2 separate regions of the Zea mays genome follow, and region 2 is linked to region 1. A link is a contact called in public Hi-C data. All regions are on one chromosome and are shown on one strand. The core of a region is the stretch at or near the end of the contact, and the rest is flanking DNA. Distances in the headings are between cores, read along the strand shown.

The links. A called contact is a pair of places that touch in the nucleus more often than the background predicts.
Region 2: a Hi-C map of bundle sheath shows a contact between it and region 1, with 5 times the contacts expected there. The contact joins the promoter of LOC103629419 here to the enhancer-like site in region 1. A contact is called at or near these places in 2 of 25 Hi-C or Micro-C datasets (bundle sheath and leaf mesophyll).

Annotation. Positions count from the first base shown.
Region 1 is chr6:72,729,352-72,735,108 of Zm-B73-REFERENCE-NAM-5.0, reverse strand. No RefSeq gene overlaps it. Among protein-coding and RNA genes, the nearest start is that of LOC103629418, 43 kb to the right of the region's middle. Within about 2 kb of position 3,103, at least 9 of the 20 cell types and tissues checked have an H3K27ac peak or open chromatin away from gene starts, as enhancers often do. A contact at or near this core is called in bundle sheath and leaf mesophyll, where this site is marked.
Region 2 is chr6:72,902,386-72,908,142 of Zm-B73-REFERENCE-NAM-5.0, reverse strand. It overlaps LOC103629419, which reads left to right and starts at 2,830. Exons shown (of 1, transcript XM_008650548.3): 1 at 2,830-4,466. The coding sequence starts at 3,243. The coding sequence ends at 3,932.

The DNA of each region.
Region 1 (5,757 bases), core at 1,854-4,353:
ACCGAAGATAGCCTGATAGAGTGATCCTCGCTCAAATTAATTAAACAACTCATATTGGTCAAAGTGCGTCCTAGGACATATATAATCTCATTTAATATATGGTCTTTTGAAAAGTCTTTAGGAAGTTAACTGAAAAAATAAAGAGACAGAGGATTTTGTATCGTTTGGTCTCTTAGAACAAGTTTAATAATACAGGCTTTATGACGTTGTCATATTATATGTAGCCAACTAAAGTCTAGTCATACAATAACACAAGTTGTATTTTAAATATTTGGCTCATTTTTTGCTCATACAATTGTCTTAGAGTTCGTGAGCATCTGCTTCCAGTTAGCTACTAGTGAGCAGCTCGCTTTCATTCTCTCTCAATTTATCTTTCTTGCACATGACCATAAATATGATGTGGCATATCTTGCAGTCCGGCTACATCACCTTGTTATACCTGCTTATACTTAAAAACCAATCCAAGGGGTCAAGCTTGGACATGCCCTAAGGCTATTTCCGGTGCACGGTTTTTTTTTTAAAATGTCACATCAAGTTTTACCTATAAAATTGTGTATTCTTAGTTTTATCTAGACTAAAACCTCTCATCCATGGTGAAACTCTCTCCATCTATCTTCTTATTAGATTTTGACATGTGATCACACTTGCTTATGTGGCAAAATATTTAATGAAGATAAAACTCAAATAAAACAGAATTGCCTAAGAAATGAAAAGAAAAAGGAATCGCTGCCAAAACGGCTGGAAAGAGCACGCCACAGCTAGCTCAGAACATCACCGACTGGGTTTACAAAACCGTTTTAAGTAAAAAAATTGTTACCCACCGGTTATGGTTTACCGTCGGTAAACCGATGAAAACCCGTAAAAACAACCGGTTTGTACAATCCAACTAAATTTAAATTCGTACTGGTTTAGCGACGAAAAACCAGCGGTAAACCACCGATTTTCCATGAAAATGAACCAATTTTTGTTGTTTTTTACAGAAAAATGCTAAATTTGACAGAATTTATTTGTAATTTGCTCAATTCACATTGCACAGTAAATATTAATTGATCCACACGACATATATTCATAAAAATAATATACAACATACATATGCAACCACAAACTTCAGTTCTCATGCAACAAACAACCAACAAACTTCGCAAGCTCTCCAACGACACATAGGTCGACTTGTTTCACAATACTCATATATTCGGCTTGAGTCATAGTTATAGTACCTAGGCATGTTGGAAAGATCGTGATATGGTTCCAATATATCATAGTGATAGTGATATTTCTATACAAAAGATATGAGATATATTAGCGAGAAAAACAAGAACGAGAAATAAATACTTATTGACGAAGCAAAAATAACATACTGGTGCAGCGGGAACATGTCCATACCCATACTGTGGTCCTGGTTGATACATATTTGAATATGGCGGTGGAGGGGGTCCATAGTTTCCATACCCATACATGATCGATGGTTGTACTTTGCCTGGTGGTCCCTGTCCCGGTTACCATTGCCATGCAAAACAGTTATAGATTGAGTTTTGACCAGGCGCATAGTTAGAAGAACTAGAGCTACTTGAGCTACGGATTCCATCTTGGACAGGAAATAAAACCGAACGACGTCGACCGCTTATTGTTTATTGTTGTGAATGAGGCGTATCATGGTAAGAATCTTGAAACAATAACTAAACCATAAACTATTGGACATTCACATTTAACAATAACTAAACCATAACATATTTACCAATAACTAATCCTTAAACCATAAGACATCACATATATAACAATACTAACTCATCTTTACATATAACATATAACATCTTCATATATATCATATAACATCTTCACATATAGCACTTAACTGGGCAAAAAATAACATTTAACAGTAAATCATCTTTACATATAGCATGTAACATTTTCACATATAACATATAACAGTAAACAAGACTAATATGTCTAAGCTGACCACTAAATGCCTAAATTGGAACTCAATCTTGGCATCGAATCCGGTTTCTCGCAAAAAATGGTGGTTTACCGGTCCAAAAAACGGTTTACCGGCAGTTTTCGTTTTTTATGAATTTTTTGAAATTTTTTAAATGTGGAGCGGTTTTTGACGGTTTTTGTGTTTCCCTTTATTATGTAGGTAGAGGTTCGGTTTTTTTAATATATATATATATATATATATATATATATATATATATATATATATATATATATATATATATATATATATATAATTTCCTTAATTCCCTGAACGTAGAAATGTCATGAAAAACTTCACACGAACCAGCAATTTCCATATATAGCAAACGTAGAAAGTACTAGGGGGCCGGCCGGGGTCGCATTCTAAAAAGGAGGCAACCAAACTTTCAGAGACAAACAAATCCGTGATGCCTACAAAAAATCTCGCCAAAACCATCTATAGCCATACATCCAAGCCCCTGAAAAAATCTTGAGAAACATTTTATGACGGTTGACGGGAACGGAAGCTAGCAGCAACGACGACGCAGACGTTTTTTTATTACAAAAGCAGCAGCCTTAAACTTTCAAGGTGAGCGACGAAGACGATTCGTAATCGTTTACAAAAGCTGGTCTGTTGTCTTGTCTATAGTGTTGCACGCGCAATCAATGACACGCGAAATCAATCTACTACAGCCACACGTGTTATTATCTTTTCCCTTCTAGTCGCTGCCAAAACGGTTGGGAAGACGTACAGTACACCCCAGCTAGCTCAGCATCATCACCAGCTAGCTCAGCATCATCGACCGCCAGGCGGCATCATAACTTTTGCTGTAAAAAAATGAACGGGTTTGGTTTCGGGTGTTTTGGCTCATGATGATTTCAACTCTCAAGACCATTTCCGTGTCTTTCTTTACCGCTTTAAAGCATGAGTTTCATGGGTCACGTGAAGCATATATATACATTTAACAACCATATAAAATAAATCTTACATATTGCATGATCAAATAAGGTAAGCCATAAACCACTAACTTTCCATCTCTTTCCCTGCCTCCGTCTCACTCACTCGGATTCTTCCGCACCACCGTAGAGGACATCGACCTTCCCTCATCAGCAAGCGTCTTGAACCGCTGCCGCTACTCTCCGCCACCATGCGTCTCTGTAGGCAGCGGGGCAGACAGCTGAGTGAGAGGAAGATGAGGCGCCGACGCAATGATGTGTGGCTGAACAACCGAGGGAGAGGAGGCTCTCTGGATCCTGAGTTTAGTTTTGTATTGTTTTGTAGGCAAATGATTTGTGATTAATAGTTTTCATGTAATCATTGTACGCTAATATTTTATCGAATGTTTATGGGATGCCGCAACGCACTGGCATTGTACTGGTATACATTGATAGATTAATTTGACCCTCTCAATGTTGCCTAAGTCCCTAGAAAGCCAACCCGAGACTCTACCTCTATGATGTGTGAGATCATAATCTACTGAATATGTAAACCACTAGCCATACCTTCTTTATTTGCGTTGAGGGCGGCGGTGGCGATAGCGGATGCTTCTTGCCGGTGCGCCATCTCCTCCTCCACTTTGGCGTGCTCCACCATCTTGTCGCATGCCTGCTCCGATTGTTTCCTTTTCGTGATTAGAGGGACAACAAGGGCTTCTCAGTGCCTAGCCCTGTGGGGTGGTAAGCTCTGTGGAAACCATGGCTATTGGCTATGGTGTTTATGGTCGCTGGGAAGGCGCAAGGTGATCGAGACCTAGGATGAATGTGGTGGCTAGGGTAGCAGGCGTCTGAACATGTTGGAGTTCACGCTGATCCTAAATCTCCTTTATATAGCGACATCCCATGACCAGGAGCCACAACTGATAGAAGCGGCTTGTGCCCCTGATTAGGGTGCTTGTTACCGCATAGGGGACATGGGAAAGTCCTCCCTGTTTTTTCTCCATTTTTGTTACAGAGAGGACATTTCCAACATCAACCCCTTTGTTCTCTAGGTTTCTTATTCATTAACTTTTCTAGGTTCCACATCTTGACAAGTCCACACATCAAGACCAATGTGTAACTGTCGGGGACCATAATTAGGGGTACCCCCAAGACTCCTAATCTCAGCTGGTAACCCCCATCAGCACAAAGCTGCAAAGGCCTGATGGCTGCGATTAAGTCAAGGCTCGGTCCACTCAAGGGACACGATCTCGCCTCGCCCGAGCCCAGCCTCGGGCAAGGGCAGCCGACCCCGGAGGATTCACGTCTCGCCCGAGGGCCACCTCAAGCAACGGACACACCTTCGGCTCGCCCGAGGCCCAGTCTTCGCCAAGAAGCAACCTTGGCCTGATCGCCACGCCGACCGACCGTATCGCAGGAGCATTTAATGCAAAGGTGGCCTGACACCTTTATCCTGACGCGCGCCCTTTAGTCAACAGAGTCGAAGTGACCGCAGTCACTTCGCCGCTCCTCTGACCGGCCTGACAAAAGGACAGCGCCGCCTGCGCCGCTCCGACTGCTGCGCCACTCGGCAGAGTGTGGCTGACAGCAACCAAGTCCGGCCTCGAGCGCCATAGGAAGCTCCGCCTCGCCCGACCCCAGGGCTCGGACTCGGGCTCAGCCCCGGAAGACGACGAACTCCGCCTCGCCCGACCCCAGGGCTCGGACTCGGGCTCAGCCCCGGAAGACGACGAACTCCGCCTCGCCCGACCCTAGGGCTCGGACTCGGGCTCAGCCCCGGAAGACGACGAACTCTGCCTCGCCCGACCCCAGGGCTCGGACTCAGCCCTGGCCTCAGCCGACGGTCTCTGCCTCGCCCGACCCAGGGGCTTGGACTCGACCTCGGCCTCGGAAGACAGACTCGACCTCGACCTCGGAGGAGCCTCCGCCTCGCCCAACCCAGGGCTCGGACCGACCACATCATAGGAGGGGCCATCATTACCCTACCCCTAGCTAGCTCTGGCTACGGGGAACAAGACCGGCGTCCCATCTGGCTCGCCCCGGTAAACAAGTAATGATGGCGCCCCGCATGCTCCATGACGATGGCGGCTCTCAGCCCCCTTACGAAAGCAAGGAGACGTCAGCAATGACTCGATAGCCCCGACAGCTGTCCTTCCGCCAGGCCCCAGCGCTCCTCCGATGGCCACGACATCACACGAACAGGGTGCCAAAACCTCTCCGGCTACCACGACGGCATGTACTTAGGGCACTAGCTCTTCTCCGCTAGACTCGTTAGCGCACTTGTCGGGGACCATAATTAGGGGTACCCTCAAGACGCCTAATTCTCAGCTGGTAACCCCCATCAGCATAAAGCTGCAGAGGCCTGATGGGTGCGATTAAGTCAGGGATCAGTCCATACGAGTGACTCGATCACGCTTCACCCGAGCCTAGCCTCGGACTCGGGCAGCCGACCTCGAGGGACTTCCGTCTCACCTGAGGCCCCCCTTTTAACGGCGGACACATCTCCGGCTCGCCCGAGGCCTTGGCTTCGCTAAGAAGCAACCCTGACTAAATCGCCGCACCGACTGACCGAGTTGCAGGGGCATTTAACGCAAAGGTGGCCTGACACCTCTATCCTGACGCGCGCCCCCCGGCAGAGCCGAAGTGACCACCGTCACTCCGCTGCTCCACTGACCGGTCTGACAGAAGGACAGCGCCGCCTGCGCCACTCCGACTGCAGTGCCACTCGATAGAGTGAGTCTGACAGGCAGTCAGGCCTCGCCAGGGGCGCCATAGGGAACTCCGCTCCGCCCGACCCCAGGGCTCGGACTCGGGCTAAGACCCGGAAGACGGCGAACTCCGCAACGCCCGACCCCAGGGCTCGGACTC
Region 2 (5,757 bases), core at 1,581-4,080, 170 kb before region 1:
TTATTTCTTTCTATAAAACATATATGAATATCAACAATGTTAATATTACATTGATACCTTCGGCTTGCTCGAAGGCGAGGATGCGAGAGAGTGAATATAATCCAGCGTGAACAGTACAGTGCCACTGTTCATCTATTTATAGGCACGGGACGCAGCCCGAGTAAAAGTACATTTTGTCATTGTCAACCGTCAACAATTATAATACAAAACATTAAGGACTAAATAGTCTTTGTCCTTTTTTGGTTATTGTTGCATTTGGTCTTCATCGTCAACCCGAGCCGAAGTCCCTTGACTATAGCTTCATCACCCATTTTTTGTCACCTTCGGGTTTCACCTCTACTCTTGTCATAGAAGACCTCTATGTCGAAGCTGAAGCCTTCTACAATAATCTGTGTCATACTGAAGTCATACGATTAATTACGTTTTTGAGGACCTTCGAAGGAGGAAGGACCCAACATATATGATTATAGAATTTTGTTATATGAACTTATCCTAACGCCTGATGCTTAAACTTCAAAGTTCATATAAACAAAGCCACTTTCAAAAACCTTAATCCTCACATACTTGAGATATTGTTGTCATCAATGATCAAAAAAGGAGAGATTGGAATTATCTAGGTCCTCAAGTGTTTTGATGATTAATACCAACATAAGGTTATTGTATGTGTGTTTTATAAAGACAAATTTGAGTTTGGTCATCAAACCCTATGAATAGTTGCCTCATCAGACCAACGTGGATAGGTCCGATGAGTGTTGCGGAGTGACTAAAGAGATTCTAGTAGGCGTCGAACTGGTCTGATGGTAAACGTCGGACCATATACCCAAAGTGGCGTTCAAACTGCTAGTTCTCACATAGTAGCATAATAGTTATTGTTGTGCCTCGTTGGATCACGTGTTATGGTCTGACGGTGATTGTTCATTGGTCCAACGACCGCATTTTTAGCTTGAGTTGCCTATAATGGTTAGTTGTCGTTTTAAGTCTATAAATACCCAACCAATTGTTGCCCTTGTCCCATTTAATAGCCAAAGCAACAGACACACACACACACACACACACACACATATATATATATATATATATATATATATATATATATATATATATATATAGTGTGATGAGGAGCTATTGCATAGGGAGGGACTTGAGAGTCAGATTTCACACAATTAGCAACCTTATTAGTACAAACAAGAGTGATTCACCCATTGATCTCATTAGCCTCGATAGATTCAAGTGAGAGTTTATTCTTCTTACTCTTGGTGATTGGCATCATCTAGATTGTTTGATGGCGATAGGAGTGTGGTGTTTGTCCAAAGCAATTGTGGGTGATCCAGCTTGGGGCATGTATACATTTGTAAGCGGTTCAAAATGTAGGAGAAACGAAGAACCAGTTTATAGAGAACACTTGGTATAAGAACCAGTTCATAGGAGAGGCAAAGAACCGATTCATGTTGTGTTGAATCTTTTACCATTTTTGTGCTAATCATGCATGTTGCCACTGCTAAGGGCATCCGCAATGGTATGGGCTAGTTACTAGTTCTACGATAACCTCTCCAATGATATTAAGTGTGTGTTTGGTAGGACTCACCTCCGGCTATCCTGGAGAAGCTCTAGCAAACGTTTTAATTGGAGGAGTCGTTTTACATGGAAAAATGAGGCGAAAACGGCTCCGGCTCTTTTGGAGGAGCCTTTGGTGAGGAGCCCTATCAAACACACCTCTATGACTTGTTTTAGAGTAAGGATACTAGAGGGGATTGAATGGGGCTAAAATCTCTTGTTATTCAAAAATTAATAGTAAGAGAATTTTAGCCCCTCCAATGCCCCTTCGTTATCCTCGATCTCAAACAAGCCCCTAAGAACCTATTTTGAAGGACCTAGTTTTTTTTTAAAAAAACTGGTTTATAGAAACTAGAGTGGTTCCAAACGTATCAGTTTATGCTCTAGTTAATTTATAGAAATTGGATTCCCAGTTTCTTAAAAACCAAGAAGCTACTTTTTTCTAGCTAAAACAAGCTTTTGTTTGTTTAATTACATCAATGCCCTTATTGGTTTCATGAATTTACATCTATTATCACCGCTTCTTAAAATAGAGAAAGGATATGCTAGTAATTGTGTATCAAAAAACTAGAAACTAGTTTCTTAGAAACTAAGTTCCAACCACCCCATTATTCAACTTTTTTCCTTTATAAACCAGTTTCTAGAAACTATATATAAACTCTTTTTCTAACCCCCGTGTGCTTCTAAATAGGCCCTAACTTTTAGCATATATATAGCTCAAACATCAATAGCCCCATATGACATTCTCATATATAAACTTGAAATGTGTGCGGTGTGCATAAGCTAGCTAAAACTAACTTTTTTTTTCTCACTTTTATTAAAGTATGAAGCAATATGTTTTGAGCGCTCGTAAGTTACATGCACCAAAGTGTTTTCCCCACCGATATTATCCACCATCCCACTTGATCAGCTAGGTCAAGCGTGTAACCACTGACCCCACCTACATTTGCGTTCTTGATGCATGCCACGTCTTGCTATTGCTGCTAACCACGAACTTGCCCCCCCTTCGTCGTCTCCATATTTGTTTAACACTTATTTTAATTTTCTACATACGTACAGTTGTTTATGAAAGTAGCTAGGGCGTGTACGTACGTCGCTGTCAGGCGTCCAGACAGCAGTCACACACAGCACAAAGTCATACGTACATATATATCTTTTTGCCGGTCCTGTACTTTTCCCGCCCCAGGCTGCGACGCACGTTCCTGTGTTTTGAATTCAATTCCGACGGTTTGATTTGAAAATTCCATGTCCCAATAAGGACCGCTACGAATTCAAAAACTTTTATTTGAATTCAACTCGAACCGTTACACCTCTTCTTCCCGAGAAGAAGAAAACAAAATAGACGAAAAGGTTCACGTCGCCATCGCCACTGTCCGGTGCTCTCGTTCCGCGAAGACGCCAAGAACTAACGCGCGCCGATGCAAGCGGCTTCTCGCCCCTAGCTAGCTTAGCTAACCTTCGTCGCTCGCAACGCGAGCTAACCTTCTGTGCGGCTTCGCGCGCGCCCCATGCAAGAGAGAAGGGCGAAGCTGCTCCTCGTCCTCCTCCCGCCTCCCTCATACTTTCCCCCCCGGCTACACCTTCCACGCCATGCGCCCGTATAAACCGCCAGGCGAGGCCACCCGCCCGCTTTACCGCATCCTGCTGCACCCGCATCTGCTGATAATCCCGCGATCGACGAGGCCACCATGTCATCGTCGCTGCGGTTCCTGCGGCCGAAGAACGACGGCGGCGGCGGAGACGACGGGTGCTTCGACGGCGTCGAGCTGGAGGTGACGGTGCTGTCGGCGGACTCGCTGCGCCTACCGCCGTCCTACTCGCCGCTGCCCCGCCGGCTGCGGCCGTACGTGACCGTGGCGTCGTCGGACGCGCCCGCCGGCTCGGCCTGCAGCACGGCGGTGGCAGTGGGGAGCGGCGGCGGCGGCGGCGAGCACGCGTGGGGCGACACGCTCGTCGTCCCCGTGGGCGCGGGCTTCCTGGAGGGCCGCGCCCACGTCCACGTCTCCGTGCTCTCGGAGCCCGCCTGCCGGCTCGTCGGCGCCACGCCGCTGGGCTGGTGCCGCATCCCCGTGGCCGACGTGCTCGACGGCCTCCGCCCGCCGCGCGCGCTCCGCCGGCTCAGCTACTCGCTGCGCTGCCCGCGCCGAGGCGGGGGCGGGGGCGCGTGGGGCCACGGCGTCGTGCACCTCTCCGTGCGCCTGCTTGGCCTCCGCGACGACGCGCCGGCAGCCACGGCCACGGCCACGGACGCGACGCCGCCGGTGCAGCAGGGTTGGTGCCGCGTGGCGATGGGCATCCCGGTGTCCGGACCGTCGTCGGCGGCCGCTTCCGCCGTCGTCGGGATGCCCTTGTCGTGGGGCGCCACCACGTCACGGTGACGGGGCCACGACTAGCCGTGGAAAAACGGTGGAATTTTTGCCGGCGATCAGTCGATGTCGACCAGCGAGCGCGGTACGACCAGGTCGTGATTGGGGCTTTTTCACGCGTCAGGAATAGGAATAGCGGCTGGAAAAGGAAACTAGTGCGTTTAGTCAAAAAAGGTGCCTTCCAATCTTCCATGCAGCTACCTAGACGCCGCTGAGGCTGGAGTGTGGGACCAAAGTGCATGATGAATAGTAATTGTAAATGTCTACTGTTTATTTCAAGTCTAACCAAAGGTACCCGACGTCCAAATCAAAGTCAGAGTTGATATGTGCGCTCGACGAAAGATGCCAAGCGATTGTTGTCAACCTAGAGGGTCGTTCGGTTCCTGGAACGATGACACGTGAAACGATTTAAGGTCGGATTGTTTATCAAAAGCTAGCTATTCGAATTTTTGGGTTGTAATTTATAGAAACAAAACATTGTAAAATTAGTAGAAGTTGGTATAGATTAAAATAAAGCGAACATGCTATATATAACTTACAAATTTACTAGATTTGTGCCGGTGCATTGCTACGAGAGTAAAAAATTTGTATGAAATATAGATACGGAACGACAAATATCACTATGATATGCAAAACCCTGTAGTAACACCATAACGCTAATATTATATTGATGAAATTAATATGTAATGTTATAAATATGACGACCCAAATTGATTCAACTGTGAAACAGACATTATCATTTCTAAATCTAAAAGGAATATATAGAAGGCAATGTGTCAGAAGGCAATGTATCAGGTGAATCAAGTTTTCATGTAAATTCTGTGCAAACCAACTAACAATAGCCACAAAAAATCTAAAAAATATAGATATACTTCATTGCCTACTCTACTAATGTATAAAATTTGAAGTCCAAATTCACCATATGTTAAAATATACAAAAAAAGAAAATTTTGAGACAAAAAGTAAAAATTATCTCAAAATTTTTTAATGACAGACAAATATGTCGACAACTATACACTAATCTAATCCTTTTTAGCGATATTAATAAGTCCCTGTTGTATGTTTACAGGGATAGTATATTGGCACAAATTGTTCTTATAACTTAACAGATCGATCACAAAGTTCGTTCGAAGAATCTTTGCATCCTACACACAAAGACATAAAAGAATAAAACGTCAATTTTTTTATTATTTAACTGGAATGTATGTTTAAACATGAAAAGAACGTACTCCACTCACCCCAATAAATTTTATTCATCTGTCATTTCGCACTTGTCATAGATTGTAGAACGAGGTAACTGATATTAATCCTATAGAATAATAGTTAGGTGCATGTGCGTTGCTATGCTTTCTATATATCACGGATGATATTTATTGATGAATACTTTGTGGGACTCCTATTGTTCAAATCAACAACAATATATTTATCTCAAAAATGTACAAAAGAACCTGAACATAGGGGTGACTACTTTGACAAATAATAGGGCAAGCTGTGCACATATACGATAGGACGAATGTATCTATGAACATATGAAAAGCCGAGGGATAGAGAAAGGCAACTGTTGATTTTTTACTACATAGGGGGCATCTGTCTTAGGCATAATGAGCTAGGTTCTTCACTATTGAGGCCATGTTCTTGGCCTAGTGCTCTGCCTGGGCGAGTTCCATCTCTATGGGTTATTTGACGCCAACACCATAGGGGTTGCCTTCTCTGATATCATCCATGTCAAACATGCCTGAACCAAATGTGTAACCAATCGAGATGAAAAGCATTTCGTGGTGCGCTAGCTGGGTGATGGTCATCTAGCTACAATAAGCAAAGCATGGTGACTGATCAG